2 separate regions of the Macaca mulatta genome follow, and region 2 is linked to region 1. A link is a contact called in public Hi-C data. All regions are on one chromosome and are shown on one strand. The core of a region is the stretch at or near the end of the contact, and the rest is flanking DNA. Distances in the headings are between cores, read along the strand shown.

Evidence for each region. Hi-C and Micro-C count contacts between places; a contact is called where the count stands out from the background.
Region 2: a contact with region 1 is called in a Hi-C map of cortical neurons, with 2.0 times the contacts expected there. The contact joins the promoter of ADGRL1 here to the promoter of ASF1B in region 1.

What each region holds. Positions count from the first base shown.
Region 1 is chr19:14,722,835-14,726,448 of T2T-MMU8v2.0, forward strand. ASF1B (anti-silencing function 1B histone chaperone) reads right to left here and starts at 1,845. Exons shown (of 4, transcript XM_015123130.3): 1 at 1,124-1,845. The coding sequence starts at 1,232. LOC144336705 (a long non-coding RNA gene) reads left to right here. Exons shown (of 2, transcript XR_013409027.1): 2 at 1,024-1,398. It overlaps LOC144336701 (a long non-coding RNA gene), which reads left to right and starts at 1,917. Exons shown (of 3, transcript XR_013409023.1): 1 at 1,917-2,039.
Region 2 is chr19:14,800,688-14,804,301 of T2T-MMU8v2.0, forward strand. ADGRL1 (adhesion G protein-coupled receptor L1) reads right to left here and starts at 1,982. Exons shown (of 23, transcript XM_077977528.1): 1 at 1,947-1,982; 2 at 1,156-1,564.

The DNA of each region.
Region 1 (3,614 bases), core at 595-3,094:
CAGCCTGGGCAACAGAGCAAGAGTCTGTCTCAAAAAAAAAAAAAAAGAAAAAAGAAAAAAAAGAAGAAAGAAAAAGCGAGGGAAGAACTGCTGTAGTAACTCAGTTGGAAATGGGTGGGCAAACCTGGAGAAGCAGCTAATACCTGCCTGGCTATGCCAGCCCTCAGATCTCAGTGTGTTTATCCAAGTCCACAGAAGAGGGTGGGGAAGGGGAGCTGGGGAGACCAAGTTCCCCTCAAAGACGGTAGCATCCTTTCCCAGGGGGAGCTCAAGCATAGCAGGGGTTGGGCCCCAACGAAGGAGGAACCAGGTTCCAGGGTATGTGCAATGGCAGAAAAGCAACAGCAACTGGTGCGGGTGGGGTTGTTGAAATATTGGCAGGTTGGGGAGGGGATTGGTGGGAGACAAATGGGAAGATGGGGGCGAGGGCGGTCCTGAAAAGGGGTTGAGGGGTTTTCACAGCGAAAAACGGTTACTGGTGGGGAGCGTCTTCACGGTGAGGAGGGAAAGGAGCTTGCGTGAGAGATCTCCATAGGGAAAATAGCAGATGGCTAGGATTTCCCCCGGGGAAAATGGGAAGGGGCTGGACATTCGGAGTCTCCAGAGGGAAAATGGGAGGTGTGAGTATCTCACTAAAGAGGGAATAAGTGGGCAAAAATGGGTGGGTGGCTAAAGCGCGGGTCTTGCCACAGGGAAATCACGGTGGCTGAAGATCTCCGTGGCTTAAGAAATGGAGGCCAAGAAGATCTCTCCATGAAAACGGGTACCTAGGAAGACCTCCAGATTAAAAAGATGGATGAGGTTTCCCACGCGGGAAGTGGGGCTTGACTGGGGTTAATCTTTATGGGGAGGTCGGGGCGGGCAGTGGGGGAAGAGGTCACGGGGAGGTCCGAGTTAGCTAGCTGGGGGTCTCCACCCGGGAGGTCAAGGCGGGCAGTGGGAGAGGAGGTCACGGGGAGGTCCGAGTTGGCTGATGGCGGGGAGTCTCCACCCGGAGATCGGGATTGGCGGAAAGGGGACGAGGGGTTTCATGGGGGAGATCAAGTTGGCCATGGGAGCGCTTCTCCAAGGGGAGGCCGGGGTCGGCCCGGGGGTGGGGGTCCCCGCACGGGCCCAGCCTCACCGTCCGCCAGGGCTTCACTGCACTCGAAGCTGATCTCGAACCGGAAGGGGCTGTGGAAAGGGCTCGGGTTCTCCAGGACCGCCACGTTCAGCACCGACACCTTGGCCATCGCCTCGCCTCGCCTCGCCTCGCCGCGCCGCGCCGCGCCGCAGCAGGGGCAGGGGCAGGGGCAGGGCTGTGGCTGTGGCGGAGGCCGCGCCTGGGTCCGGTGAGTGGGGGGGCGTCAGTGGGGTACGGCAGACCAAGTCCACTCCCGCCTCTTCCCTCCGCGGACTGAAGTGCGCACCTAAACCGCGGACCGCCTTCAAATAGCCGGCCTCCGCCCTCTGGCCAATCACCGCCAACGCTCCCCTGGCGGCGCGCGCACCCCCTCAGCCAATCCTGGAGCGCCAGTCGGCGCGCGCCCAGACTCCCCGGACCAATCAGCGGAGCTCCCTCTCCGCGGCGTGTGAGGAGGGCGAAACCATCTCCAGGCTTCTTAGCGTGTCCGCTGGGAACCAATCCCCAGCGTCTCCGACTCGGATGTCAACGGCGGGAGTGGACGGAGTCAGAGCGCCGGACTCCTTCTGCCCAATCCTGAGGGTTCCCGCACCGGCGTAGCCCGCCCCTCGCCTCGCTTTTCCGGGAGCTGCATCCCGCACCGCGCAGCGCCGCCAACCGCCGAGCGGTGGCGCGCGGCGCTCGCTAAAGAAGGCGGGAAGGGCGGTGCTCGCACCCTCAGTGATTGGCAGGAGGGAGTGGGGCGGAGATAAAGAGGGTTTTCTGAGAGTTGATTGGCTGGATTGGTAATAGTGCCGGGAGCAGAATGAGGCTCAGCTGGGGATTCGCTGGAGAGAAGCGGAAGTCGAGCGCCGCCGCGGTGCTGGCGAGTGTGAAAAAAGAGGAGGAGGGTTGCGCCCTCAGCGTCTGTCAACAGGTGAGCGTAGTCTGGAGCTTTTCTGAGTGGCTCCTGACCCTTGAGGTCCAGCGGCCCTGGAGTCCGTTGTGAACGTTGCGAACGTTCGGAGTGGCGGTCACGCGGCGCGCTGGGACCTCGGGAGTCCAGCCCGGTTCGGATCCCGCTTTCGCCCACGAGGGGTTCGAATCCCGCTCTCGCCCCCGAGGGGTTTGGATCCCGCTCTCGCCCCCTCAAGGGCTCTTGGAAGGTTTCAAGCAGACGGTACTGAAAATGGGAGTTTCAGTTCGGGGGCAGACCAGTGTTCGAGTCCGGGCTCTGCTACTCAGCTCCTGAGGCAGCGTCTCTCCATTCAACGGGGGCAGTGGCAATTCCCTGACATGATTCATGACCGCACAATACATCCGGAAACTTCTCTCCGCCGCATCCCGTCGCCCCCGGCCTGGGAGACTCCAGGTCGCAGAGTCTCTGCCCCCACGGGCGATCAGCTCTACCCAGTGGAAAAATAATGCCAGCCGCGCACCTAATTTTACATTTTTTGGAAACCACTTTTTTTTTCTTTGAGACGGAATCTCGCTCTGTCACCCAGGCTGGAGTGCAATAGCGCGATCTCGGCTCACTGCAACCTCCACCTCCCGGGTTCAAGCGATTCTCCTGCCTCAGCCTCCTGAGTATCTGGGATTACAGGTGACCACCACCACAACCAGCTAAATTTTTTTCTGTATTTTTAGTAGAGACCGGGTTTCACCTTGTTGGCCAGGCTGGTCTCAAACGCCTGATCTCAAGTGATCCGCCCGCCTTGATCTTCCAGAGTGCTGGGTTTACAGGCATGAGCCACTGTACCCAGCCATATCTTTTTTTTTTTAATTTAAGATTTACTTTTTTTTTTTTTTTTTTGAGACGGAGTCTCGCTCTGTCGCCCGGGCTGGAGTGCAGTGGCCGGATCTCAGCTCACTGCAAGTTCCGCCTCCCGGGTTTACGCCATTCTCCTGCCTCAGCCTCCCGAGTAGCTGGGACTACAGGCGCCCGCCCCTGCGCCCGGCTAATTTTTTCTATTTTTAGTAGAGACGGGGTTTCACCATGGTCTCGATCTCCTGACCTTGTGATCTGCCCACCTCGGCCTCCCAAAGTGCTGGGATTACAGGCGTGAGCCACCACGCCCGGCCTAGTTTTTTTTTTTTTGTATTTTTTAGTAGAGACGGGGTTTCACCGTGTTAGCCAGGATGGTCTCGATCTCCTGACCTCGTGATCCGCCCGTCTCAGCCTCCCAAAGTGCTGGGATTACAGGCTTGAGCCACCGCGCCCGGCCAAGATTTACTTTTTTTTAAAAAAATTAAATTTTAGAGGCTGGGCATGGAGGATTTCTTGAGGCCAGGAGTTCAAGATCAGCCTGGGCAACATAACAAGACCTCATATTTACAAAAATATAAAAGAATAAGCCAGGTGTGGTAGTGCATACCTGTAGTCTCTGCTACTCCTGAAGCTGAGGCAGGAGGATCTCTTGAGCCCAGGATGCTCCAGCCACTGCACTCCAGCCTGAGTGTCAGAGTGAGATCCTGTCTCTCAAAATTAAAATTAAATTTTAGGCCGGGCGCG
Region 2 (3,614 bases), core at 732-3,231, 78 kb after region 1:
GTTGGGCTGTTGGATGTGGGAAGACAGACCCCAGCTCTGAGTCCGGTGGAAGCCAGGCAGAAAGGGGGGCCCTGCCTGGAACTGGGATAGAGACACCCACGCAGCTGCCATGGGTGGAGGTGGATGGGGGTTGCAACAGGAGGAAAGGGTCCAGGCAGGTACAGAGAGATGCTGGCCAGGGATGGGGCAGTGTGAGGACCCGGACTCCAAGTGTAGCGACAGGGGTGTGTGTAGCCAGCGGCTGTCATCAGATGGGGGCCAGGGGTGCACTGGAGAGATACCTGGGAGGGTACTTTCTGGACACGGCTGGAGCAAACACAGCACCCCCCCCCCCACCCCACCACTTCAGGCCTGGACTCGGGTCCCAGGACCGTCATATGGGAGGATGACAACCGAACCTTGGTAGCTCAATCAAATGCGCACCTGGGGTGGGGGTGGGGAGTTGTCCTCAAAGCACGAATAATCCCGGTGGATCAAACCTGCCGGCCTCCCGTGCTTTAACCCGGCACCACGGAGAGAAGGTGCTGCCCGGCTGCACCCCCTCCTCCTGACAGCGGCGCCCCCCGGACTGCGGCCAGCTCGACACCCTGACAGACCCCTCCCCATCCCCCGCGCCACTGCCTCCCAGAGAAAAACAACCCCCTCGCCCAGCATCTTGTGGTGCCAGCCACGGCTCCTCCGAGGCCCGGGACCGGCGCGCGGCGCGCACACGCACCCCCTCCGCTCACACCCAGACACCTACACAAACAGAGCGCCAAGCACCCGCGCGCACACGCACCGGGGACACGCAGGCACCGCCGCGCCGCTTCCCCACAAAGGCTGGCGCGCGCGCGGGCACACGCAACCACGCGCGGGCACACTCGCGGTCCCCTCCCCCCGCCAGGCACCCTGCGGCCGCCCGTCCGCACCCCCGCGCCCCGGGCGCTCCGTGGGGGCCGCCCCTCCCGGGCCCCTAGCCAGTGGGGGTGAGCTGCGGGCTGCCCCCCACGCCCCTCCCGCTCAGGTGCAGTGCCCCGCGCGGCTCCAGCGTCCCCTCCCCCCTCGCGGCCAGGACAGGCCCCGGCTCCCATCCTTCCCGCCTCCCCTCTTCCGCGCGCCCCGCACACCTGGCCCAGGTGCGGCGTCGCCCCTCGCCCTGGGCCCGCAGACACTCACCTGTCCAGCGCCGCTCTGGGGTCGGCCCAGCGTGTCTCTCCTGCGGCTCCGCGAACCCGGGCCCCCCGCCCGGCACATCTCCCGGAGCCGGGGCTGAGGGGAAGCGGATAGGAGGTGGCGGGGCGAGGGCGGCCTCCGTGTCCCTTCCTTCCCCTAGCCCAGCACCGCCGCCACCGACCAAAAATTTAAAAAAAAAAAAAGAAAAAGAAAATAAAAAAAAAGAGGCGGATTACACGGAACCAAAGGCGGCCCCCTCGCGGCGGCGGAGGCTCGGGACTGGGGGCGATCGGGTCTGCGCCCCTCCCGGGGAGCGAGGCGGTGGGGCGGGGGCGGCGTCAGAGCACTGGGGGCTGGGGCGAGGCGGAGCGCCCCGAGGCGGCGCCGGCAGCGGCCCGCATCTCCCCCGCAGCTCCGCGGCCCCGACGGAGGCGGCACGTGTGCGCCCAGGCGACTTCCCAGCCCCCTCCGACGGCGGCGGTGGCCGAGGGGTTAACGGGGCAGCCGGGGCGCCCCTGCAGGCCTCCGCCGCCCGGCGGCGCCGCTCCGGGGCCCGCGCGGCCCCATCAGCCGGGACCTCCTCGGCAGACGGCGGGGCGGGGGCGCCGCAGCGCCGACAGCTCCCGCGCCGACGGCTCGGGCTCCCCGCAGTGGCCGCGGGGGGCTCGGGTTGGGGGTGGGCGGCGCGGAGCTGGCGGAGGGGGGCGGCGCGGCTGGAGGCGGGTGCCGCGGCGTCGCGCCCCCGGTGCGGCCGGAGGGGGGGCGCCGGGCCGGGCCCGTGGGCACCGCAGGACGCGCGGACCGAGCCGGCGCCGGGCACCAGCAATGACAAGCCGCCTGCTCGCCCCGCTCCCCGGCGCACCCGCTCCGGGAGGGGGGCGGCGGGCGCGCAAAAAACCCGGCCCGGAGTCGCCGCCCGGGACTGGCCGCCGCAACCCGCCTGAGCACCCCAGGAGCCGGCCCGAAAACCCGGGCTGGACTTTCCTTCCCTTCGACTCCTCTCGCCTTCTCTCTGGAAAAGCAGGGAGAAGGAAGGCGACGTGCTGGAGCCCCGCGTTGGAGCGGGGAGTGGGGGAAGGGAGACAGACGTAAGGAAGACCCGGAGAGGATTTTCCAGCGAAGTAAAAGGAAAGGCGCCGAGCCCGGGAAGGAGGGCGCAAATGGGGAGATCTGGAAGGGTTGTGCAAAACCCGAGCTGGATTAGATAAAGATGTGAGGAACGGGTGTTGGGGTGGGTGGTTGGGGGGTGGATGCGACACGGCCAAATGCACCCGGGGCACGCAAATTTCGGGCCGGATTCTTTCTCGGGAGACGGAGTAATGCGTCAGGCCTAACGCAGTGGAAACAAGCAAGACCCGGCCCGGAATTCCCGGGACCTGGGTTCGCATGGGAAGGGTGTTCTGGAAGGGGGATGCTTAGTGTCTGAGGCGACTTGGGTTGCCCTCATCTTCCTGGCAGCGACGTGTAAGGGGGAGGGGCAAAAGGAGGGCTGGACTCGGGTACGAAGGGATTCGGCGCGCTGGCTGCACCGGAGCGGACAGGTAAAAGCGGTTTCTGGATCCAGGGGCGCTGCGAAGGGAATGCGATGAGGCCGGTACCCTGGGAGACCAGACCTACAATAAAAGGCGAGGGAGGCACGCAAAGCCAGGACTGGAGCGCGCGGGACGGGATGAGACCCTCAGCAGAAGATCCTCGGCCACCGAGACAGGGGCTTGGAGCTGACCGGGCAGGAGGGGCGGAGGGAAGCGTTAGGGGGAGGTTTGTATCTATAAACGCCTCAAAGTCTTGCTTTTGGGGAGGGGGTGCGGGAGAAAAATTGAATTTTATGTTCTCTGAAAGAGTAAAAACCCGGCATGGATTTTCACCACCTAACAACTCCATTGCAGCTGGTGGACTTAAGAGAAGTAGGGCAAGAAGCAGGCTTGGGTTCCCAGGCATCAGACCAAGTGAGGCGAGGAGCAGGTTTCGGATTGAGGCTGCAGAGGGAGCCCCGGGACCCCCTCTCTGGGGTGGGGAAGGCTGTTGGACCCGGCTTTGCTCTCCGGAGAGCCAAAGTTACGACTGCCAAGACCTATAGCCGGGGCTATAAAACCGGGCCCCAAGCCAAAAATAGACACTTCGGCAACTTTATGCAGGGTGGGGGCTGGAGGGAAATGGAAGTGGGGTACAGACTCCTGGAGTGGAGGGAACAGGGGGGAGGGGGTGTCCCTGAAGCGGGGCTGCTGGCTCCATTTTATGAAAGATGGGTGCAACGGGAAGACTGATGGCTGGGGAGGAGCAAAACCCGGGCTTGGATCCTCAGGGAAAGGAATCCATTCAAGTGAGGCCTAAATGTTAAGGCAGACAGCTCAAAGTTCAAAGCTGGCCTGCATCTTAGCAGCAGGGCAGACAAATCCTGATCTGAGTTTTAGAGGAGGGGGACTGGCTGAGGATGGGGATGGGGGAAACCGCCAGTCCAGGGA